Linked DNA regions of Mus musculus: all the other regions are linked to region 6. The links are chromatin contacts, called in public Hi-C, HiChIP or PLAC-seq and promoter capture Hi-C maps. All regions are on one chromosome and are shown on one strand. Each heading gives the region's core, a stretch centred on a gene start, on an enhancer-like site or on the middle of the called end of the contact. The rest is flanking DNA. Distances are from core to core; before and after follow the strand shown. Region 1 holds the start of Fbxo8 (F-box protein 8). Region 2 holds the start of Hand2 (heart and neural crest derivatives expressed 2). Region 3 overlaps Fbxo8 (F-box protein 8). Region 4 holds the start of Hmgb2 (high mobility group box 2). Region 5 holds the start of Sap30 (sin3 associated polypeptide). Region 6 holds the start of Spcs3 (signal peptidase complex subunit 3 homolog (S. cerevisiae)).

What was found. Promoter capture Hi-C pulls out the DNA fragments that hold promoters and counts their contacts. Hi-C and Micro-C count contacts between places; a contact is called where the count stands out from the background. HiChIP or PLAC-seq counts read pairs in DNA pulled down with a chosen protein or histone mark.
Region 1: an H3K27ac HiChIP or PLAC-seq map of double positive thymocytes shows a contact between it and region 6, with 31 times the contacts expected there. The contact joins the promoter of Fbxo8 here to the promoter of Spcs3 in region 6. A contact is called at or near these places in 21 of 39 promoter capture datasets (the 3T3-L1 cell line, 3T3-L1-derived adipocytes, the C10 cell line and 14 more), 20 of 484 Hi-C or Micro-C datasets (CD4 T cells, CD8 T cells, the G1E-ER4 cell line and 12 more), 13 of 115 datasets of contacts at active chromatin or transcription factors (DN3 thymocytes, the SCID.adh cell line, astrocytes and 10 more) and 3 of 9 other capture datasets (adipose tissue, liver and macrophages).
Region 2: a promoter capture Hi-C map of embryonic stem cells shows a contact between it and region 6, with 5 times the contacts expected there. The contact joins the promoter of Hand2 here to the promoter of Spcs3 in region 6. A contact is called at or near these places in 2 of 39 promoter capture datasets (embryonic stem cells and hippocampal neurons), 2 of 115 datasets of contacts at active chromatin or transcription factors (astrocytes and embryonic forebrain) and 1 of 9 other capture datasets (liver).
Region 3: a promoter capture Hi-C map of liver shows a contact between it and region 6, with 3 times the contacts expected there. The contact joins the enhancer-like site here to the promoter of Spcs3 in region 6. A contact is called at or near these places in 5 of 39 promoter capture datasets (the 3T3-L1 cell line, hippocampal neurons, liver and 1 more) and 1 of 9 other capture datasets (liver).
Region 4: a Hi-C map of B cells shows a contact between it and region 6, with 10 read pairs. The contact joins the promoter of Hmgb2 here to the promoter of Spcs3 in region 6. A contact is called at or near these places in 3 of 39 promoter capture datasets (cranial neural crest, liver and pre-B cells), 6 of 484 Hi-C or Micro-C datasets (B cells, CD4 T cells, the G1E-ER4 cell line and 2 more), 4 of 115 datasets of contacts at active chromatin or transcription factors (astrocytes, embryonic forebrain, large pre-B cells and 1 more) and 3 of 9 other capture datasets (adipose tissue, liver and pancreatic islet).
Region 5: a contact with region 6 is called in a promoter capture Hi-C map of pre-B cells, with 11 times the contacts expected there. The contact joins the promoter of Sap30 here to the promoter of Spcs3 in region 6. A contact is called at or near these places in 12 of 39 promoter capture datasets (the 3T3-L1 cell line, 3T3-L1-derived adipocytes, the C10 cell line and 7 more), 1 of 484 Hi-C or Micro-C datasets (CD8 T cells), 5 of 115 datasets of contacts at active chromatin or transcription factors (astrocytes, embryonic stem cells, large pre-B cells and 2 more) and 1 of 9 other capture datasets (liver).

Annotation. Positions count from the first base shown.
Region 1 is chr8:56,549,375-56,553,125 of GRCm38.p6, forward strand. Fbxo8 (F-box protein 8) reads left to right here and starts at 1,780. Exons shown (of 6, transcript NM_015791.4): 1 at 1,780-2,002. It overlaps Cep44 (centrosomal protein 44), which reads right to left and starts at 1,192. Exons shown (of 11, transcript NM_001009951.1): 1 at 1,171-1,192.
Region 2 is chr8:57,318,467-57,322,375 of GRCm38.p6, forward strand. It overlaps Hand2 (heart and neural crest derivatives expressed 2), which reads left to right and starts at 2,517. Exons shown (of 2, transcript NM_010402.4): 1 at 2,517-3,909. The coding sequence starts at 3,441. It overlaps Hand2os1 (Hand2, opposite strand 1), which reads right to left and starts at 2,393. Exons shown (of 6, transcript NR_154048.1): 1 at 2,223-2,393; 2 at 1,718-1,822.
Region 3 is chr8:56,587,993-56,591,584 of GRCm38.p6, forward strand. It overlaps Fbxo8 (F-box protein 8), which reads left to right. Exons shown (of 6, transcript NM_015791.4): 4 at 15-133; 5 at 2,066-2,262; 6 at 3,444-3,592. Among named protein-coding and RNA genes, the nearest start is that of Fbxo8, 39 kb to the left of the region's middle. Within about 2 kb of position 1,714, at least 2 of the 459 cell types and tissues checked have an H3K27ac peak or open chromatin away from gene starts, as enhancers often do. A contact at or near this core is called in liver, where this site is marked.
Region 4 is chr8:57,510,244-57,514,121 of GRCm38.p6, forward strand. It overlaps Hmgb2 (high mobility group box 2), which reads left to right and starts at 1,600. Exons shown (of 5, transcript NM_008252.3): 1 at 1,600-1,762; 2 at 2,332-2,505; 3 at 2,819-2,964; 4 at 3,047-3,221; 5 at 3,723-3,878. The coding sequence starts at 2,356. 2500002B13Rik (RIKEN cDNA 2500002B13 gene) reads left to right here. Exons shown (of 4, transcript NR_126553.1): 4 at 1-19.
Region 5 is chr8:57,486,313-57,489,824 of GRCm38.p6, forward strand. Sap30 (sin3 associated polypeptide) reads right to left here and starts at 1,548. Exons shown (of 4, transcript NM_021788.2): 1 at 940-1,548. The coding sequence starts at 1,254. 2500002B13Rik (RIKEN cDNA 2500002B13 gene) reads left to right here and starts at 1,651. Exons shown (of 4, transcript NR_126553.1): 1 at 1,651-1,881.
Region 6 is chr8:54,527,725-54,531,423 of GRCm38.p6, forward strand. Spcs3 (signal peptidase complex subunit 3 homolog (S. cerevisiae)) reads right to left here and starts at 2,274. Exons shown (of 5, transcript NM_029701.1): 1 at 2,039-2,274; 2 at 618-691. The coding sequence starts at 2,181.

The DNA of each region.
Region 1 (3,751 bases), core at 530-3,029, 2.0 Mb after region 6:
CAGCTTGTATCTGTAGGTGGAGGGAAAAGATATGACAGAAGAGAAAAACATAAAGGTATTTTTAAAAAAACAAGATCATAGAAGTATGTTTTCAAGAAAGGCTTTCCTAGTGTTTTTTAATTAGTAAATACTAAAATTATTACTATGAATTGAAGCTAATCAAGTACTGAAACATACTTTACACTTGACCATAATTAATCTGAGATAAAATTAAACTGTTACTTAAAAATTAGCATTTTCACTTTATATTACTTATCACAGGATATTAAATGAAGACCATATACAGATTCAATCATTAAGGTCTCACTGGTCTACCTAGCTTTCTGAAGAGTTAGGAACAAATCAAATCCACCAACCGAATTGCTGGAAGACATTGTGAGCACCGCACAAGATGGCTTTGGTGGGGAACGGAACCGATCTCAGGATCTTGGCATACCCAATGGCTCTACCACTGAGCTAGTCCCCCAGCTTTGCAGTTTAAGATACTTTGTTTCAAACCCAGCTCAATTTCGTAGCTGCTACAGGTCTTTAAAAACATGTCACAGGACTCCAAAATCATTTTGCCCAGGATAAAGTAACTAGCCTTTAATAATCACAGTGGATAGCTAGGATTTTGAAATTCCGCTTGACATATCTAAAAGACAAACTTTAAGATAAAGGGATACAAATCTGTAGAAACTAAACTTACAAAATCTCTCCGTAATAGATACTAGGAAAATGCTGTTGTAAGATCCGATGAGGGAACCGCTGTGTTCACGCATAAAACATTGTTAAAATGCTTGCAAATAATTCTGTAAAACAGTCTAGTGTAGCAGTAAGTCTAGAATACATATGTTAAAATTAGTTTTCTTTTCATACAGAGCAATCATAGGCCTCAAAGTAGATGGAGAATTCTTTTTTTTTTTTTTTTTTGGGGGGGGGGAGACACCATGAAGATGAAAACAAAGAGAACACGAAGGAAGGAGTACTTTTTCTATTCCGGACAGTCTTTTGAAGCTAGATGTATTTTTGACGGAAAGAAACTTAAAGGCATCTACAAAACAATTCAAAGAGGGCAGACTCCGATTCATTCTACTTGATGCCTTCCAAAACCATACCAGCTGGTACACAAGCAAGTCCCATCTCGAATTCCCTTTCTGCCTCTAAATTTAAAGGGATGAAAAGGTAGACCTGATCATTCGCCTACAACCCAGGAACCTCGGTGAGGACAGCAGAAGGGCCACCTTCGTCCAAGCCAGAGCACAGCAGGTCCACGAGCTCTGGCTCAGCCAGCAGCCCCTAAGCAAACTGAAAGGTTCCCAAGGCTACCGTACCAACACAGAAAGAAGAAGGGAGCACTAGAAACCCGAGAACGTGGCGGGAACCGGGTCTGCAGCCCCAGAGCCTTACGCCCGCGCCTCGGGTCGCCCCTCGTGCCGACGGTTTGTTTTTAGAACTCAGAGTTCGAGCCGAGAGTTCGAACAGCGGCTAAACATTCCGAGCCAGAGGCTGCCCCAAATGCTGGCATTCCTAGATGCAGATTCCACACTCCGTTCGCGCAGCTTCTTCAGGATACTCTACTGTCGTTAAAGTCTTATCAATTACATGTCTTTTATTGAATGTCACATTTCAAATTAGCATAATTTTGATGGCCAAAGCAGTTCAGAATGAGAAGCGGAAAAGTAAAGACTTTTTGGCGAATCTGAATGAGGAAAACGGAAATCTTTTTCCTTTAAGGAGCCGCTCCTCGACGTCACTTCCGGCAACAATAGGAAACGTCAAAACCTTGCAAGGTCCGCCACTCGGGCTTCTGCAGGCAGAGGTGCTGTGACTTCGCGGGAGTCTGGGGCGGCTTCTGGTTCCCTCGCAGCCATCGTGTTCTCCAGCGCGAACACGTGCGCTCTGGACAGGCCTCTCCATGGCTTGGGCACCAGTTCCCGGCTGAGCCATTTTCTTCTCGGCTGACAGCCCCCGCCCACAGGCCGAGTCGTCGCGGCGGCGGTGGAGATCCCAGGTCGCTCAGGTACTCGCGTCGGCACAGAGGCTTCCAATGCCTTGCTTCTTCCGCCCGCCCGGACGCTCTCACTTTTCTCCTCCGAAGTGAGGGGTAGGGATGCTTGCCACTTGATAGCCCTGGCCCAGCAAGCAACAGTTTAGGACCAATGGGTACTGTGAGACATTTTGAGTGACAGCAGCGGTGGCTTATTAAAATGGTGTATCAGAATCGAGAGGCGGGTGTGAGTCTCTTCTGTTTCTAGGCCATTGGTATAGAGGTCGATTTGGGACTCGCGGTAGCGACGTGGTGTCGTCCCTCTTGAAAGATGACAAACGGTGGAGGTTACTTTCTTCAGTTTCACGTATTGCTTTTGTGGTGGTTACAGCGTCGTTCGATGCCAAGGCACGCTTCATTTCTTACGGCGTCCCCTTAATACGAATTCAAACATATCCAGTTTAAGACCTCCGCTGATTGCTAGTTGCTACAGTCTCCAAACAGACTGTAAAATTGGTTCAACACTTTCCTTTTCGTTTTGTTTTTCTGTGGCTACGCTCCACTTTCCACATCGTATTACTCAGTACACATTGTCTAGACAAAAACCATAGAAGTTTGCAATTCTTACTCGATATATTTCTGGTTTATTTTTCGTTCTGTATTTACTAATTAATAATTGTGACTACTTAATTTATAAATGAGACATTTATTTGTAAAGACCCCCACCCCGCGCGCGCGCCATATTCTCTTCATTACCCTCAATACTGCAATTGAATACAAACTGTTGTTCATGTCAGTGTTTGCACTCCGTTTTTGTTTGTATTTTGAGACAAGGTCTCCTGTGTACTCCAGGCTGGCTCAGAATTCACTGTGTAGCCCCGACTGTCCCTAGCTAGCAATCCTTTTTCTTGGCCTTCCAAAGGCTTGGAAGTATGGTTTTGCAACAGGTCACTAAGTACTCTTCTCTTTGCTTTGGTTCTTTGGACTTTGGCACTTTCACTCCGACGAGAAGAGCTTCCGGCTACCTTTGTGAAAGGTTTTTGTTGTTGTTGTTGTTGTTTTTGTTTTTGTTTTGTTTTTACAATGTAGAGCAGGTCTCAGAATGAACAATAAATAAATTTATTATTTTCAGGTTAATTCAGAAACTTCTTGCTTATACAGTTTTTCTAAATTAACAATTACCTAAGTATCGTCATTAGTTTCATATTGCTGGTTTATGATTATCCCCAAATTTAATGCAGCTTAAAACAACAAACATGTACTATCTTGGTTTCTTTGAGTCAAGTATCAGGGCAACGTTCAACAGAGTAGTTCAGCTTGTTTCTTGAGGTCGTAGTTAGGCTGTGTTTGGGACTTGTGATACTATTGAGAGACTGCACTGAGATGGACTAAGGGTGCACTTCCAAGTGCATGCACATAGTTGCCAGCTGCCCTAGATTCTCCGCTAAGTGGGTTTTCTTCAGAAAACCCCCTTAGAGTATAGTATGGCTGTTGATTTCCCCTACAACAGACAAGCTGGGAGAAAGCATCCAACTGAGGGAAGATAACTATATTTTATAATCTAATCTTAGAAGTGATATCCTATCACTGCTATCATAGTGTGTTTGTTAAGAGTCTTTAACCCAACCCACATTAGAGAGGCAGAGGATAGATAACACAGGAGGCAAAATCGATGGAAGCCATTTTAGAGGCACCTGGAACAAATTCCGTGCCTGATAACTTTTAGCAGTTAAAAGTAATCACTACATAAGAATATCTTAGCCAAAGTATGTCCAAAAGAAT
Region 2 (3,909 bases), core at 1,267-3,766, 2.8 Mb after region 6:
ACAATTGCAGTAAGTATAACTCAGAGCCAGCCAACTACTCATGGTAGATACCACCAAAATTTACCCACTGGTCCCCTCTCTCCAGCCACCTACAGAACGCTATCCTACCACTCTAGTCTCTGGGTTTGAGTTCCTAAGATCCATGAAGCTTTAGACCCCTGGATTGTAGTAATTAACTGATAATGGTGCTGTCAGTGAGGAGTGATGGTCAGATTAGCATTTTTTACAGCCCCTTTTCTGTCCCATGTTGTCCATTTCTTTTATCACTTGTGAGGATGCTATCTGGAGCTACGAATCCATACCCCTACTTTTTGTTGTTGTTGGTGGTGGTGGTGGTGGTGGTGGTTTCAATTTTAAAAGCAGGAAGCGGGTTGGGGGGAGGCTAAAAGTAGCACCTTCTGATCCCTAAATCCTGAGGCTGCAAGTGAACAGATAGCTTCTCTATCCCCAGCCCTATCTTTCTGTGGATTCTTCTTCTATCTCCCAACGCCCTGAAAGTCTATTTCCTGAGGCAGCCAAAAAACACCTTTCCTAAGTTTTTTATCTGTGATTGGACAGGACATAATCATCTTACCCAGTCTACCTGTTCCCGAGGCCTAAATGTTTTTATAAACAAGTTTTTTTTTAATGTATCAAATGTCAGAGGCTTTAACTACCAATATTTACTGATTCAGGGTACCCCTCCTGCTGAAAATGTAAACAGAATTCTCCACCACATTACCTCTACTTCTTTAAAACCACTCTCCTTGTACCCCAAGCTGCAGACCCACCGAAGCTGGAAAGCAGAGCCCTATGTAGGTCACTTTGTTCTGCCATCAAACTCAAGCCTCTGAGCTAACCAGCAAGACTAGGTCCAGCTACTCCCCATCCTGAATTTGCTCTGTCTTAGTTGACCCTCTGCTGGGGGCTGGCCTGGAAAACTGACCCCTTGCAAACAGAAGAAAGGCCACAACCTTTAAGTTCTCCCCCTCTCCCACCACCCAGCTCTAAAGTCTTTTTTTTTCCTCCGTGAGATTACCACAGGGCAGTTAGGTCTCAGCTCGGGTACCCTGGGAGCAAGAAGATGGGCTCTCCGATTCCTTCTGATGTGGCCTTCCAGACAGAATAACAGCCAGACAGACTCTAGGGACATGGGAAGGACTGTCCATGCAGGATTCTTAACTTGGGGTTCTCTTTAATGTCTGGGACCAGAGTGCTTCTGCCTCCAAAAAGCGATGCCAACGGTGGGAGTCACTTGTGTCCCCTCTGCTTGCCTCCTCAGGTCCAAGGCCAGCTATCGGTGTGATCAAATTTACAGCCTAAGGGCTTCTGTTGACACCCTATTACACAGGGACCTTCTTCGTGTGAGTGAAAAGAAGAGATCCTCATACAGGCCAGCCGGAGGGTGGTTTTGCCTCCTTCCACTGACCGCCCCTATCCCGCGCTGCTGGGGAATCTCCTAGGTGCCCCGAGGCCCGCTAACTTACAAGTGGAGATCCATTTTCCGTTCTAATGCGTTCAAGATCGCCAAGGCAAGCAGTCTAAACATCCACGAGCCTTCCTCCCTGCCTGTCTCTTAAACGTCCGTTTAATGGCTCCCCTCCGATAACTAAACCTGCTTTCCACAGATGCCCGCTTTTATGAGGGAGGCAGGAATGCAGAGATATATTTATATGTTTGTTCATAAAAACTAGAAAATAAGCTCCGAACACGCTGTAAAAACTATTCAGTTACTTACCAAACAGGCTAGTTAAGCAGGAGGAACACGGATATTCGCCACACCACAGATTCGAGAAATCGAGGTGCCCCACTTTGAAAATCTTCGCAATCTCTGTTAGGGTTGCTGCAAATGAGTGTGGGCACAAACTGAAGGTCTCATCCGCGTTCTCTGCAAGTTGTCATCCTAACTTGGGTCATCCACTTCAGTGCCTAAGCAAACAGGCCACTGCAACTTTGCCAAAGTGTGCCGGGTCAGAGGAGCGCTGGCGCTCTAGCCTGGTCAAAGAGACTCGGCTCACTCCCAATCGCACCTTAATGGGATTCCATACCGCCACCTCCAGACTCTTGTCGCCACCACCACCCACCCCAAATCCCCTCCCCAGCCCAGCACAAAACTATAGGAGACTGTCGGCTCAGTTTTCTGCCTCGGTTACCTACAAAACACTTGAAAAGGCATAATCTGCGTTCCTTTCTCTATTCACCCCACCCCTGTAATCAGAAAAGAAAGCGAAATAATACTGTACCTGGTTTAAGATTCTTCAGTATTGGGGGGAAATATTTTAATAGCGAAGCATCTGTTAAACACTTGCATTAACCTATGGCTGATAAAAGGGTTTTTTTTTTACCCTGCCCCCCCCCGTTTTAATTATCTTATGGTTATGAGTGGACAACCAATCCTAGAAGAGGACCTCGGCAATTAGCAACGTGAACATCAAAAAGTTTTATTGCGGAGAGCGCGAGGCGCCGCCCCCGCCGCCCCGGGATTGGCGTGAGGAGCCTCTGACGACATATATTAACCCGAGCGGCCCTAAAGATGTAGCTGTACATGGAGATCTTGCTGGGAAAATCGGCTTGCTCCCCTCACCGCGTCCAGCCCAAGAGAACCGCCGCCGCTGCCACCCAGGAGCTTCCGCGGCCACTGTCTGAGCACACCCCTCCGAGAGTCCATTCGCCGCTTCCCAGCTCCGAGGTGCCTTCAAGGGCCCAAGATTCTTGTCCGGAGAGGAGAGGATCTTAGAAAATGGATGCGCTGAGACCTCTCTGCAAAGCCTCCGAGAGAGCCTGAGGAGCGAGGACGGACACGTTCCTTACAGCTTTAAAAACAAATCACACTCAAGGACCAAAACAACAACCAAATAATTTTTATTAAAACAATAAGCGCCCAAGAACCCAGATCGAGCTGGTGGGGGAGGGGAAGGGGCAGGAAGGGGGAGGGTCGCACCGAGGTAGCTCCACGCTAAGCTGCGACCCCGCCGCCTCCCGGCACAGCCGGGCCGGCTCCTGCAGCCCCAGCTTGGACTCGCCCCGGATTCCAGGTCATCTTCGGAGTCAGGAGTCCCGTGGCCGGCGTCTGCGGGACTGCCTCGCGGGAGCCGGCCGGCACTTTTGCATGAGCACCGGAGCGCTCTGCCTGGTCGCTGCAGCGGGGAACGCGGGAGCCGGCGCGCGGGCTGTAGAGCTGGGCGGGCGGCGGCGGCCAGCAAGGGCGCACCGTGCCGGGACCAGCTCGCCGCGCCCCATGGGGAGCCGGCGGCCGCGGCACAGCTGAGGCGGGCCCGGCGGGCCAGGCGCGGGCCCCGGGCTGCAGCGGCCCCCTCTGCGGCTGCAGGGCCGGCCCGGGAGCCCGGGGGTTGGGGGGTGGGGGGTGGGGAAGGCCGCCGATCGCCGAGGTCGGAGCCCGATCGGAGGGCGCGGCGGGGCTGCGCGCACGCTGGGGCGCGTGGAGGGCCACGGAAGGCGAGATGAGTCTGGTGGGGGGCTTTCCCCACCACCCCGTGGTGCACCATGAGGGCTACCCATTCGCCGCAGCCGCCGCCGCCGCTGCCGCCGCCGCCGCCAGCCGCTGCAGCCACGAGGAGAACCCCTACTTCCACGGCTGGCTTATTGGCCACCCGGAGATGTCGCCCCCCGACTACAGTATGGCCCTGTCCTACAGCCCCGAGTACGCCAGCGGTGCCGCGGGCCTGGACCACTCCCATTATGGGGGAGTGCCGCCCGGCGCCGGGCCTCCCGGCCTGGGGGGGCCGCGCCCGGTGAAGCGCCGGGGCACCGCCAACCGCAAGGAGCGGCGCAGGACTCAGAGCATCAACAGCGCCTTCGCCGAGCTGCGCGAGTGCATCCCCAACGTGCCCGCCGACACCAAACTCTCCAAGATCAAGACACTGCGCCTGGCCACCAGCTACATCGCCTACCTCATGGATCTGCTGGCCA
Region 3 (3,592 bases), core at 464-2,963, 2.1 Mb after region 6:
TCTTTCTGTCTTAGGGAGTGAGCTACTTTATGTCCAAGGGTATCCTAGATGATTCGCCAAAGGAAATAGCAAAATTTATCTTCTGTACCAGAACACTAAATTGGAAAAAACTGAGAATCTATCTTGATGAAAGGTAAAGCAAAATTAAATTTTTATCAGAAATGAGTTAAGTAATATGTTAACTTTATTTTAAAAGCTATAGTACATAGAATAATCTAGTTGCAAAATTGAGTAAAAATATAAGAAAGATTATTATATCTTACAATTGGTTTGACTTTTTTGTTAACATGTTGCTAAAAGGTTGCCATTATAAAAGTAAAAAATGGCTGTGTATGGCTTGACACAGCTGTTCTCACAGCACACAGAAGCTGAGGCAGAGGTTCCCAAATCTGTTGCCAGCCAGAACTGGAGAGAGAGAGAAACACTATGATAGCCCCAACGTCCCTGGGATAGCAAACTAAAAGCAGACAACTTGGTAGAAGTTGCAGCCCTGACTTTTTCTTCATAGTTACTCATGAGCTAAGTGTTCAGGTAATCAGAAGTTCTAAATCCCAAAACTGCCCATTTAAAAATTCTATTGTAAAGACAAATTGTAATATTCAAAACCTAAGGACTATACGGATATGCATATAGTCACATAATGTTGCAGAGAGTGATTATATGAAGCCTGAAAATTCTACCAAAGTGAACCTGGAGAGATGGCTCAGTTAAGACAACTTGTTGCTCTGCAGAGAGAGGGTCCGGGTATAGATCCTAGCATCCACACGGTGGCTCACAAATCCAGTGCCAGAGCATTCACCTTCTCTGTCCTCAGTGGCTACTGTATGCACACAGCGCCCAGACAGGCATGCACACAAAACATCCTTACACCTTTTAAGTCTAAAGACGTGACGTTTAATATGCAATCACGTAGGTAGAGATGATGGATGAGATGACATTTTCATCAGAGAGATACTCACCTGTGCCCTTCATTCAAGTTAAATGCACACATAAGAATACTCAGAGGAGCATCTACACCAGCATGCTGGTCATGAAAGAAATCTCCTATGGAAGGTGTTGTCCTTAACTACTTTGTATTTAAATGCTAAGGACCTAGAGATTGGTACTTCTTTGTAGATCTTTCTGTAAATATTTAGTTTTGCTGACCTTATGATCTCTGTTGCCTTTGCTTATAACTCTGCCGTTTGTATTGTGTAAGCAGACACAGGCCAACTATAAACAAAGCAGTATGGTCCTGTTCCATTAAATCTATTTACAAACACAAGCAGTAGGTCAGAGTTTGCCCACTGGCTATATTTGCCTAGCCTTGTCGTAAGTAATTGATCAAAATGAAGACTGTGATCATATAATCAAGTTTGAGTTCAGTAACAGTTGAAGAATGTTGTTACAAAGAGTCACACTGCATATTACATGCAATAGGTTAAAATATATAACATACATATGTTTACATATTATACAATATTGATACAATTATAAACACATATATATCCATAGAATTACTATGCCCATATGTTTGGATGGTGAGTAACCACTAAAAAATGATGTGAGTCTATTTCTAAACACAAACTGTTTACAATAAACTATCAGGAGGAAGAGCAGACTGTAAGACAGTGTATACTCTATGTGAATACATGGCTAGCTCTTAGCTCTGAATGTGTGCTTTAGTACAATAGAGGAAGACTCATTACTATTTAAAAGACATCAACTCTAGGGCTCTTTGGACATAGATCAGAGGGCACTTGGAAAGAAATAGCAGGGAGGTTGTTTGTCTGTGTGTAGATTAGACTAGCTTTGAACTTATGATCCTCCTGCCTCAGTTTCATGAGTGTCACCACACCAGCTGAGCAATATTTGCAATACTTGAAATCTTACGTTCTTCATAGAATTGTGTATTTTACTTTATTGTGCTTTATTTTAGCCTATTTGAGAAGTTCAAAATAGCTTAACTTTGTAAATAATCAAACTTAATTGTTTTAAAGGGTAAGGATAAAATATACTGATATCTTAACCAATAATCAAGTACTTTTATACAAAATGATATTATGATTTTTTTCTCTTTTTTTAGGAGAGATGTCTTGGATGACCTTGTAACCTTGCATAATTTTAGAAATCAGTTCTTGCCGAATGCACTGAGAGAATTTTTTCGTCATATTCATGCCCCTGAAGAGCGTGGGGAGTACCTTGAAACTCTTATAACCAAGTTCTCACATAGGTTCTGTGCTTGCAATCCTGACCTCATGCGAGAACTTGGCCTTAGTCCTGGTAAGGACAGCTCAGTGTTCGTGTGCGTGTGCATGTGTGTGTGCATAAGTCTACAAATGCTAACTACTTGCTTACCTGTTGCACTGTGTGGATAGAACACTCAGGAGGACATGTACTTACCCTTTGCACAGGAAATGCATAGCTTTATGAAGAAAGTTGATTAATTCTTTAGTTATTCTTATTTGTTATTTTTGCCAATGACTGTAAAGGTTATGTTGAAGCTTTTAATAAGCTGCATATGGATGACAATATATTTCTACTAAAATTTATTTTTAATACAATTAGTTTTCACCGTGTATATACTTATGTATGCTGTGCTCTCTCAACTTTCATAAGTGTATGTTCATTTTACAAATTTACTTGTATCTTTGTATTAAGAATTGTGCATTACTCAAAGATTACAAAACATTTACCTGTTATGTGATATTTGCTGAACATGTTCATAAGATACAATACTTAGCTGTCTTTAAGACTGCAGAATTCTAAAATGTAAATAGCATAGCAACTATCATGATAGAAAACTACTTTGTTGCATGTACTAGCTCAGTCAGCACAATGTTTTCCCTAAAGATTAATTTTTAGAGTTAAAGTGCAGATTGCACCCACTTTAAAGGCATATCTCTCCAATGAGAATAGGAATTTAATGATCTTAAAAATTCTTTGCATTCGATTTTTAGTACCATGGTAATATATTTCATATTGTTAAATATGCTTTCAAATTAAAATGAGTTTTTGTAAAAAGCTGGGCGTGGTGGTGCACGCCAAAGCATTCTTTAAACATAAATATCCTGACCTTTTTTTTATCGGGCAGGATCATAAGATCCTAGTGGAACTTATTTAATCATAGTTGGATGTGTCTCATGAGAAAATGAAAATAAAGCAAGTTCTGAAATATTAAGTTCGGAATGTGTTTTCACTATAAAACTCCTAAAGCATCCTGAAGGTCCTCTGAACTGGAGAGTGTGCCCATGGCCTTGGAGGTCAGACTGGATGATGTTGACTCAGGTTGTGCAATCTTACAGTTTCCCAGGACAGAAGCTGAAAGAGTCACCTGGAAGCAAAGCCTAGACCCACAGGGTGGATTGGCCACCCTGTGTGATCTATTGAGATTCTGAACTTTTGTCTCCTTAACCCCTGTGGATACTTGAGCTAGCTAATGGTGTGTTTCCTTTTCCTTCCAGATGCTGTCTATGTACTGTGCTACTCTTTGATTCTACTTTCCATTGACCTCACTAGTCCTCATGTGAAGAATAAAATGTCAAAAAGAGAGTTTATTCGAAATACGCGCCGTGCTGCTCAGAACATTAGTGAAGATTTTGTAGGACACCTT
Region 4 (3,878 bases), core at 350-2,849, 3.0 Mb after region 6:
AATAAATCTCCTACATATAGATTCAGTCTATTGGTTTTGTTTCGCTAGAGAACCCTGGTACACGTAACACTTAAATACATGATGTAAACGTGTAGTGCATCAGTAATTTCACTTACAATGCTATTTGAATAATACACTCAGGTTTGGTGAGCTTGACTGTGCGTGTCTGGTTTATAGGTTAGTTGCAACTGTCATTTATTAGATGTAAGATTTCAGGTAGACACAATTTATAAGCATTACGATTAACAAAATTCTGACACCTTAGCCAGGTATGGTGGTACACCCCTTTAATCCCAGGCAGAAGCAGGTGAATTCTGAGTTCAAGGTCAGTCTGGAGTATTTAGTGAGTTCCAGGACAGCCAGGCTACACACCGGCCAGGAGACCCTATCTTGAAAAACCAAAACATACAACAACAAAAAGCAAACCAAAAACCAAAAAAACAAATCTGGTGGTACCCTTAAAGCGGGAAAATATGCCCCCACACCTAACTGGCACCTTATTGTTTTTATTGTCGTAGAACATAAAGGCGGACCACTGTTTGCCGGCATTAAGTATATTCGCAATGCTGAACCATCATCCATTTCCAAGAAAAACACAACGTTCAAGTCTACTTTTTAAAAAGAAAGTTAAGAACCGCTAAGTCCTTAAGCACTATCGAAAATGATCCTCACACAGGAACCAAACAGGAGGGCAGCCCCGCAAATGCAAGCAAAGTTGCTGGGGGTAGAAAACATTGAAAATCCGTGAAAACAGCGGTGCCACATACGCGTCAATCTGCGAGGGGGGGGGGGGGGAAAGAGCTCTCCACAGCCAAATCACAAGGCAGAAATGGCCTGTTAGGACCGAGCCCTCCTTCCCCGGAAAGCAGCTTGACCGGCAAGGTGAGGGACCCTGGCCTCCCACCCGCGCCCGCGAAGTGTTGGGGTGCAGTGCGGCCAACCCGCAGATCTTAGGCGGGTCAGCTGTGGAAGACGCCGTCCCGGCGCGGAGGCAGGCATGGCTCCGATCGGAGGGCGAGGGCTACTTTATTTATTTTTAAATCACTAGGGGACGCGGCTAGGAGTCCGTGAGACTCTCCGCACAGTCTGAGGCTCCCCGCCCGCCGTGCTCCGGTTCCACCTCGGCCTCATCATGGCTCCGCGCCGCGGGCTCCCCACTTTCTTCCCATTTTTTTATTTCGTGAACTCGTAGCTGAGCCCCAGGCAGGCCACGGCATCCAAACCGCGGCTGGCCTAGCGCCTTTAGTCACCTCGGAGCCATCTTTATCACCTGAAGAGTTTAGCGCCAGGCGCCCTCCTTGCTAGTTTTAAATCTGGCCGGGGCAGTTCCTCTCGGGGCCTGCCCCACCCTCATGGCCAATCAGCAGCGGGCCCGCCATTTTTCAAACGCTTTTCCTGCCGCCAATCAGGGCCGAGCAGTACATTCCTCTCTAGACCGGTTCCAACGGGTCTGGGAGTTAACGACCTGGGAGACCCACCGAACCTGCTAGGCTTAGCCTGGAGGGACGGGCCTGGCCAGACACCCACCAATCGGAAGCCTTCTCCGTGGGGGGGCGGGGACTCTCCGGGTTTGAATAATCCTCCACAGCCAATCAGAGCGGAGGGAGGTGTGGCCCGCGACTGGTCTGGTCAAGTTGCCGTGGCGCGGAGAACTCTGCAAAACAAGAGGCTGGGGATTGCGTTAGCGAGAAACCAGTTCTCGCCGGAGCTTGGGGAAGGAAGTCTCTCTGCGGAGGTCTGAGGGAAGCAGCGCTCGCAGCAGGTAAGGTTCGGCCGGGAGGCCCGGGGCTTGGCGGCCTGGCTCTTAACGCGTAGACGTGGGGGGACGTCTGCCGGGCTTCGGCGTGGCGGCTTCGGCGGCTTTAGAGGGCGGCCGAGTCTTTGGGTGAGGGCCGGGGCCATGGAGGGCGGCCAGAAAGCCCTTGAGCCCGGCCGCGTTTCTTTTTCTTTCTCTCTGTCTCTTTCTTAAAAACTGGATTGGCTGTGGGTCTCGCGGTGGCTTGTGTAAGTGTAAGGCGCGCGGCTTTTCTGTCAGGGAGGGCGCGCGGCCGGCGGCGGCTTTCGGCCTCCGGGCGAGGGGCTGAGGCGCGGGCGGGCGGGCGAGTCGGGCGGGTCGGAGCCGGCTGGGGCTGGGCTGGGCCGGGCCTGGCCGGGGCGCGCGCTCCCGCGCTCGCTCGCGGGGGCGCGCGGGGTTTAGGCGGGAAGCGGAGCGGAATCCCCCCCCTCCCCGCTGTCCCCGCTCCCCTCCCCCACGCTCCTCACTCCTTGCAGCCCCCTCCCCGCGGGTCCCCACCCCGGTCCCCGGTCCGGACACGGCTTTCTCCTCGGCAGGTAGACAGACGCCGCGCCGTCGTCATGGGCAAGGGTGACCCCAACAAGCCGCGGGGCAAAATGTCCTCGTACGCCTTCTTCGTGCAGACCTGCCGCGAGGAGCACAAGAAGAAGCATCCCGACTCGTCGGTGAACTTCGCCGAGTTCTCCAAGAAATGCTCCGAGAGATGGAAGGTGAGGGAGGGAGGGCGGGCGGCGCGCGTGCCCGGCTGCAGGCCGTTTCCGGGCTGCTTTTGGCGGGTCCCCGCGGGCGGGGGCGGGTCGGATGGGGGGGGGGGACGACAGGGACCAGGGAGCGCGCGAGCTTTTGCCACCCTGGGGACCCGAGGGTTTTAAAGGTTGGTCTCCAAGCCGAGGGCGCCCTTAATGCAAATGCCTCAGAGTTTACAGATTGACTCGACTTATTTGTTTATCCACTTTCTTTATTACTCGGACAGCTAGGAGCTTTGAAGTCCTTGCCGATTGACTCGTTTTTTCTGCCCCATAGACCATGTCTGCAAAGGAAAAGTCCAAGTTTGAAGATTTGGCCAAGAGCGACAAAGCTCGTTATGACAGGGAGATGAAGAACTATGTTCCTCCCAAAGGGGATAAGAAAGGAAAGAAAAAAGACCCCAATGCTCCGAAGAGACCACCGTAAGTTGATCTGAGAACTAACGAACCCATCGCCCCCCCAGCCCCCATCGTCCTCTATTTGTTAACTCTTGCTTCCTTGCAGGTCTGCCTTCTTCCTGTTTTGCTCTGAAAATCGCCCAAAGATCAAAATTGAACACCCAGGCCTGTCTATTGGAGATACTGCGAAGAAACTGGGTGAGATGTGGTCTGAGCAATCTGCCAAAGATAAACAACCGTATGAGCAGAAAGCAGCTAAACTAAAGGAGAAGTATGAAAAGGTACGGTGCCTTTTAAATAATAACTGATATTTCTATATGATATATGTCAGCTGTAGGAACTTGGGATATTTGTTAACCACTGCCTGTCAGTTTTTGGAAACCCCAGATGAAAGTTGAGCAGTACAGACAAGTTCACCTTGTGATACTGTGTTTTGTGGCCCTTGCAAATTTCCTGCCTGTACACTCGTGGTAGTTGTGTAAATCTATTTTAGAGGGTAGAGTGCCAGCTATGTTTTTAGGTAGTTTGTATATTAAATATAAATATAAGGTGCGAAAGGGGTTGACATTGATAGTAAAAGTGCAGTAACTGATCTCAGGGAGCTCTCATTAGTTACCTGATGTGCTTTCTCAAGCATGGAGGGAACAATTGCTCTCAAACCTGGAGTGGTTTGAATACCAGCTAATAAGGGTTTTGGTCGATGTTAAATTGTTTACAATTAAGTGGTTTTTCACACTTGAGTAGTGGTATCGGATGCTGATCTTACTTTGACAATGTTTCAGGATATTGCTGCATACCGTGCCAAGGGCAAAAGTGAAGCAGGAAAGAAGGGTCCTGGTAGGCCAACAGGCTCAAAGAAGAAGAACGAACCAGAAGATGAGGAGGAGGAAGAAGAGGAGGAAGAGGAGGAAGATGACGAGGAAGAAGAGGAGGATGAA
Region 5 (3,512 bases), core at 298-2,797, 3.0 Mb after region 6:
AATTAATTACTCGGGGATTTGAGAGCTGTATATACAGTGGACTAGGAAATACTGAGCTGATTGACACTCTCCCCCCCCCCCCTTTTAAGGCTACAATTAAAGGCCGAATGAACAGGCTTTTAAATTGACTTCTAAGCTAAGGGTAAGTTAAAAATATACAGGATGTCTGGAGGTTCTGTATCTTGTTCTTCCTTTGCCATCAGTCAGAGCTCTGAAAAGTAGCAATGGAATTCTCTGAAACCTCATAGCTGGCCAAAACAGCAGACGTGCATAAAGACAGAAAAAGAAATCCCGATGGCTGCCGAGAGGGCTGTAAAACCGCAGAGGCTTATTTGCAGCCTTGGTTCGGAGCAGCTGCCCGAAGAGCTGACACCGCAAACAACGTTTACAATCATCTATCTCCCTGTAAGGCAACTGGTGAGCTCAGCTTGCTTGTCTGTGTTCAAGAGAAAGAGAACAACGAGGAGGAAAGAAAAAAAGAAAAGACAAAAAGGAAAAAAAGAGAGAGAGAGAGAATTGTGGGGTCCAGCCAGACTCTACTTTCCCTAGAGGAGCGAAGCTGCTCCCTAGGGCAGACACCGGCTCTGGCAGCAAAACAAAGGCGCCTCCATTCCAGAAGGGACTGCCCGGCTGCGAGAAAACTACTCCGGGCCCTCGGTGCTGCGGTCCCCTTTGTTTCGTTTCCAGATCGCAGCAAAGGAGGAAGAGGGAAGCCTGGCGTGGGAGACACGCGAGGCAGCGGGAGTCCGGGCGAGGGGCGGAGGAGCCCCGCACCACTGCGCGAGCGCGCGCTGGGGAAGGTGGCCGGAGTTGCAGGGACTTTGTTTCAATCAGAGAACCACTAATCCCACCTGCAACCCAATCCCCGAGACTCGTGAACCCCGCCAACCATCCGGCGAGGCACGCAGGATAGGGCAGGGCGGTCCCTGGGCCACTTACACTCTTATCCAGCTCGATCTTCACCTTCTTCTGAGAGATGCTCTTCTGGATCCTTTTGCTGAAGCTGGCGTTGCCTGCCGCGCGCCCGCACCGCTCACCGTCCTCCCGCAAACAACAGAGTTGCCCAGGGCCGGGACCGGCCGCTCCAGGTGGCCCAGAAGCTGACACTGCACCGGCACCGGGTACCTCTGCCCCACCGCCGGCTGCGTTCCCATTCCCCGCCGAGGCGGCGGCAGCCGCAGCAGCGACCACCGCGGCCACGGCGGCGGCCGCGTCCCCGCCTCGGCTCATCTCCTCCGGAGTGAAGCCGTTCATGTCTGCCAGTTCGGGGGCGCCGGCGCCGCTACAGAGCCCCGCTCGCCGCGCCGCTCCGCCTCCTTCCCCTGGGCGGCCGTTCACTCCGCACCCCAAGTCTGGTGGCGGCACGGTCCGACGCCCAGAGTCCAGGGCCGGCCGGTCTGTCGGTGCTGGAATAGCTACCAGGTCCTGTGACTGTGATCAGGAGTGAAGTGGCGCCTAGAAAGGAGACCCCACTCACTGTCACATGGAGACTTCAGCAGTTGGACCGCAGCTCCTCCGCCTCCTTCTCAACCCCAGAACCTGCGCGAGGGAGACGCCCCTCCTCTGGCCCCGCCCCACACCTGCCGCGCGGCCCCACGGGAATGGTAGTTCTTGATCGAGGAGCTAACTTGCGCTCTGTTCTGATTACGTGCGGGACCAGCGGGACAAACTACTCATCCCAGCATGCGTCGCGTGGCGAGCCACCCCTAGTTTTTTTTTTTTTCCATTCCAAGCACCGGGCAAGTCTGACTGTGAGGTCAGGCTTTTACCGTGTTTTCTCGCCTCTATTCTCTCCTGCGAGCAAGGGCTGGTTTTAGCTCCTCTTGTTTCGCAAAGTTAGTGTTCAGACCGCCAGCTGACTCCTGGGAAGAAGCATTAATGGTGTGTGTGTGTGGGGGGGTGGGGGGTGGGGGGGGGTAGTAAGAATTAAGTGAGAAAAAGTTTACGGGCTGTTTGGTATTTATTGAAAGAAAACTCGGGATACCTAGCGCTCTTTAGGCGGAGAGTCCTTCATCTCCATCTCCATACCGCAGCTGACTTCTAGAGCGTGGCAGGTCCTTGGCATACTCGTGTGCCGACGGGTTGGCAGGCATCGGGCTGCTTGTCGCCTCTACTGCCACTTGGATTCCTTTCAAACGGATCTAAGAGGGTTTAAGACCATTTAAAGGAAGCACACTAGTATCACGTCTGCAGACTACTCATCAAAACTTAGCCCTGGCTGTAGGGGACGAGGATCGAGAAACCTCTTTTCTTGAGTCATATGCATGCGTACATGTGTGCTTGTGTGTGCCGCGGGTGTGTGTGTGGGGGGGGGGGGGGTTGCGCGCGTGCGCGCCTGGGTACGTGTTTGTGCTCGCGTAATGTGTATTTTTGCCTGTGCCTGTGGTGGGCGGGGTGGAAGAATGGGCGTGGCCATGCCAACCCTGAACCTCTGATAATTATTAGACTTAAGCTTAAGCAAAAATAATTTATTTCAAGTGGAAGAGTTTTGAGAAAGCCTGTTTTAGATTCAACCAATTCAGTGACGATTATATATATATATATATATAATCGTCACAGAGGTCATGAAAAACTTAGGCCCAAGCTTTCACACCTTTAATCCAAAGAGACAAAGCCAAGCAGATTTCATTGTTCAAGACCAGCTTGGAACAGAGCAAGTTCCAAATAGAGAAAAGTTTAAATCCAGTCATGGTAGAACATGCCTTTAATGCCAGCATTAATGATACAGAGCCACACATATCTCTGAGTTCAAGGTCAATATTCAGAGCAAGTTCCAGGACAGCTAAGCTTAGGCTGGGAAGGAGTTGGAAAACATAAAGTTGGTAATAGAATAAGAAGGGGCCACATTCCAGCCTCAGCAAGTAGCAGAACTCAGGTGCTCCGGCTATGTGGCTGGCTTTAGAGTCAAGAATAGAAGGCACCACTAGGACAATTGATGCTGGCTAGCTGGAGCTAAGAAATTAGCAGTGATTACGAAGAGATCAATACCACAGAGGTGAAATCGTCTGGGAGTTGTTTTCTGAAGGCAAAAGAAGCTGTGTTTCCGAGATACCCAAGTTTGTACCCTGTACTGCAGCTGTACTTGGTAATGTATAAGTGTCACCCAAGTGGTAGTGGTTTTGAAGGTATGAAGGGGTCATGAAGAGCAGCTGTGAGAGGCCAGGGAAGACCATTGGTGAAAGTGCAGCCTCAGTTGTTGATGGGTTAGGACTGAAGAGGTTATGCAAAGGATTTGAGGCGTGGCACCATGAAGAGAGCCTATGAGAGGTGAAACTTAGTTGCAGCTGAAGGCCCCTAACATATTGGAGATGCCAGTACCATAGAATGATCACCAAGAACAACAGCAACAGTGGAGTGGAGTCAATCTGCTACAGAGAATGCTACAGAGGGCAGAGCTGGAGAAGTGACACAAGCCCTTTGGAAGAGCCCAGAAGATCATGTGTGGATCCTAGATACTGGAACAAGAAGCGGTAATGTTTAAGTTGCCTTGGAGACTCCAAGATGTTCAAAAA
Region 6 (3,699 bases), core at 1,024-3,523:
AAGGAAGAACAGCTGGTAAACCAGTCAGACATATGCTTTGGTCAGCTGCTTTATACAACAGTCTCCTTAACCAATGATTAATAATAATAATGATGATGATACACTGCCAGGATTACAACCTGTGGCCCTAAAGGAGACTAAGGTTGCCGAGACGTCAATCTGGTGAAGACAGAGACACAAGATAAAGAGAAAATAACTCATCCTGGCTGATCAAAGAAGCTTCATTAGGCTCCATCTGACCAGACAGACAGGTGATAAAACGCTGACATAAGTTGTCATCAGTGGCCCTCTGAACAAACCACTGCAGATGCAACGTCCTTTGAAACATAGGAGGTGTTTGTTTGTTTTCTCTCCTAAGAGATGAGAGATTATTTGAGATTGAAAACAGGCTATTTCTGGGCAGGCTGAGCTCTGGCGAGTTTTTCCTTCTCTAACCAAAATGATTTAACTGTATCTTTTCTTTCCTACCTTCAACTTGCTGTTTAAACGAAGACTTAAGATATACGCACATGACTCCCAGGCTGGGGTGGAGTCATACTCCCTCTTCCCCTTCTCCTACACTCGCATCTCATTTCAAATGTACAGAAAAGGCAATGCCAGGCTTTCTTGAAGGATATCAGCTGTTATATCAAATGTGATGAATCCCAGGTCACTTCTTTCTCTAGGGCCCGTGAAGTCTTCTACATTTTTTCTAGAAGTAAAGATAAAAGTTTTACCATCCCTCACAGTATCACACTAAACGTACACAACTTGAAACAGGAAGGGCTCCTTGTGTGCAGAAGTCACACCCAAGTTTAACAGCGAAATCGTAAACTTAAGAGTAAGCTTTTGTCTGAAAATAAATATTATAATTCAATACAAGAGAAGGCAGTCAGTGGTTTTCATCTGCCTAACGAGGAGCCCTGAGAGAACACAAGGGAAGAGAAAAAAATAAAACTAAAAAGAAAAACGGAAACACAAATACTTTATGCGGAGCAGGCCACAAGATAATCTGGAACGCAGCACCTGATTATAAGCACATGCCATATGTCAGAGCCAACATGCACTTTCCACAATTATCTGAAATCCATACAACAATCCTTCCAGTGACTTTCTTCACTTACAACAAATGTTAACACCTGCGACTGCAAGAAACCTGTTTAAGATCACAATGTTTAATATGTTTCAAGTTTATCTAGGTCACCACAGAAGGTGATGGCAGGGCCGGTATCTAAGCTACGTCTATTTAAATCACCAATAGTACCTAACAAAAAGTGTTGGGGATAAAAATGAAAAATCAAAAGCAGCAGCAGTAGTAAGAGGAGACACTTACTGGTGATTCTGACAAACAAATTAGTAAACCAAGGCTAAAAGAACGGGCAGATTGTAGAGGACAGTTCACACAGAGCATACAGGAATTAAAACCACTGCGTGAAAGATAAAAGTGCCAGAAAAATGGAGGGAAATGCTATAAATAAAACAGGCAGTACGGGAAAAGAACAGTCATTTCGAAATTCTATTTTTAATGTCTCCTAAGACTTATTCAGGTTGCTGGCTAAAGAATGACGTTAAAAATAACAAGAAACTGGGATGTTTAAACCGCCCCTGTGCATCCTGCACATCCTAACTTCAAGGCAGCAGCTGCCAAGTAGTGTGTCCACGAGGGACAGACAGACGTCTTCAGGGACTGTCAAAGAGAACCAACTGGGGCTGGACGTGACACCAGAGCCACCCACCGAGGCGCCTGGATGGACACCCAGGCCAGGGGGGACTGGGGACTGGCTGAGGTCCCCACGCGCGCTTGCAGGCGGGGAGGCGCCGGGCGGAAGCGCGGGTGTGGGTGTGCTGTTGTGTTGCTCCCTCATTGGCCCGGGTGGGTGAGGGACGTGCAGAACAGGAAGGAAGGGGAGCGCTGACCCAGGCCACTCGGGAGACGACCGCGCAGGGCTGGGGTCTGAGGGCCCCGGGACGCGCGTCCGCGGAGTGGACGGCCCGCGGCGAAGCCCTCGGGGACCGCGCACACAGCCCCGGGCGGGGCCGGCCGGCCGGCCGCACTCACAGCATGATCCGCGAGACGTGCAGCCGCACTGGGACGCTCCTGTCTTTGAAGGCGGTGGTGATGAAGCAGCCGAAGGTGAGCGCCGCCATCACGCTCAGCGAGAAGGCGAACAGGGAGTTCGCGCGCGACAGGACGGTGTTCATCGTGGCGACCTTTCCCTCCCGGGCCCCGGCTCCCACACTCGCACTTCAGGCTCTGCTTCCCGCGGCCGACCAGTCCCCGCCCACCCGCGCATCGGGTGCGCACGTCCCGCCCCGCCCCCTTTCCGGTCCTCCGACGGGAGCGCGCACGCTCCCACACCCTCTGGGTCCCACCCACTGGGCGGCCGTGCACGCGCCGGAAGGCGGTGCTTTCAGTGAATCCGCCAATCATCAAAGAGCACGGGGGTTGGGCTTTGCCACGGGGGTGTGGGGGGAGACCCGCCTCCTCCACTGCTCAGTTGTTCCATGGCCTCTGTGGCTTGGTAGGGAAGTAGCATTTTGCGAGTTGACCTTCAGTTAAGTTTATAGGGACAGCGGCCCCTTAACTGTTCTGTGGTAGTCACTTTTCAAAACGCGTGGTCCCAGCTCACCTCTATCAAAGCTGGTAAAGTTGGACATTTTTGGAAAGGAGGAAAAATGAAATCAATCAGGCACCTAAATAGCAGTCAGGGACACCAGTGTTGGTATGCAGCCTTCGCACTAGACAATTAGTCAAATCCCTGTTGCTTTGCTTTCAACAGAGAACCGAACCTCTACTTAAGTTACGTGTTTTATACCACAATCCCAAATATTTCCACTTATCCAAAATAGGTTGTTGTACAACAGCTGCTGTAAACCATGAAACGGTGTTAATGAGAAACTGATATTGATTAAACTCCTCTCAGTCATTACCATGCAATTAATTTTCATACAGCATACAGGCAGGATCATTAAGAATTGCCTAGTGCATATTCTAGGCCTCGAATGGAGAGTGTAACAGAATAGACCCTGGCTCAAATAGAATAGAGCCAATAAATGAAATATGTAGCAGTTATAGTCAGAGTGGTCTTTAGATGTGTTTAAAACCTTGGTTATTCAATCTCTCGGGTAGCCACACTGTATTCAGTGAAGGAAGGTTTTAATAAATAGTTACTGTGCTGCAAGTGAGACACAAAAGTATATTGATCACTTTGTATAAACCCTACTGAGGTTTATAACTGAGTAAAGTTATCAAAATCAAAGCAGCAGCTTAAATTATAAAACAGGTATAAATACTGAGGGATGCTACATAGTGCTAGAGACAAAATGAGGAAGCCATGTATGTGGTGAGACAGAACAAATCAACCCACACACTACCTAGTATTATTACTATAGAGTAACTTAGAGAAAGGATGCCTCTTGTTACAGATGATGAGTGCCAGGATACATGCTATGAAATATACTGAACACTTAGAGGTATATGTAAGACACACCCAATAATCTGTTCCCAGTAGGTAAAGAAGTACCTGTGAAACAAAAGACTGAAGTGTACCTGGGAAAGTAATGGCCTGTTGGATGCTGTGGAGATATTTAATCTCAATTGGGGTCTTAACCCCACCTTTGATCATTCAGTTCCTGGATAAAAAGACACACACAACCTTTATATGTATATTAAACTCTAAGCAGCATAAAAGCTGGGCAGATATCCATCCTCTGTGGTAT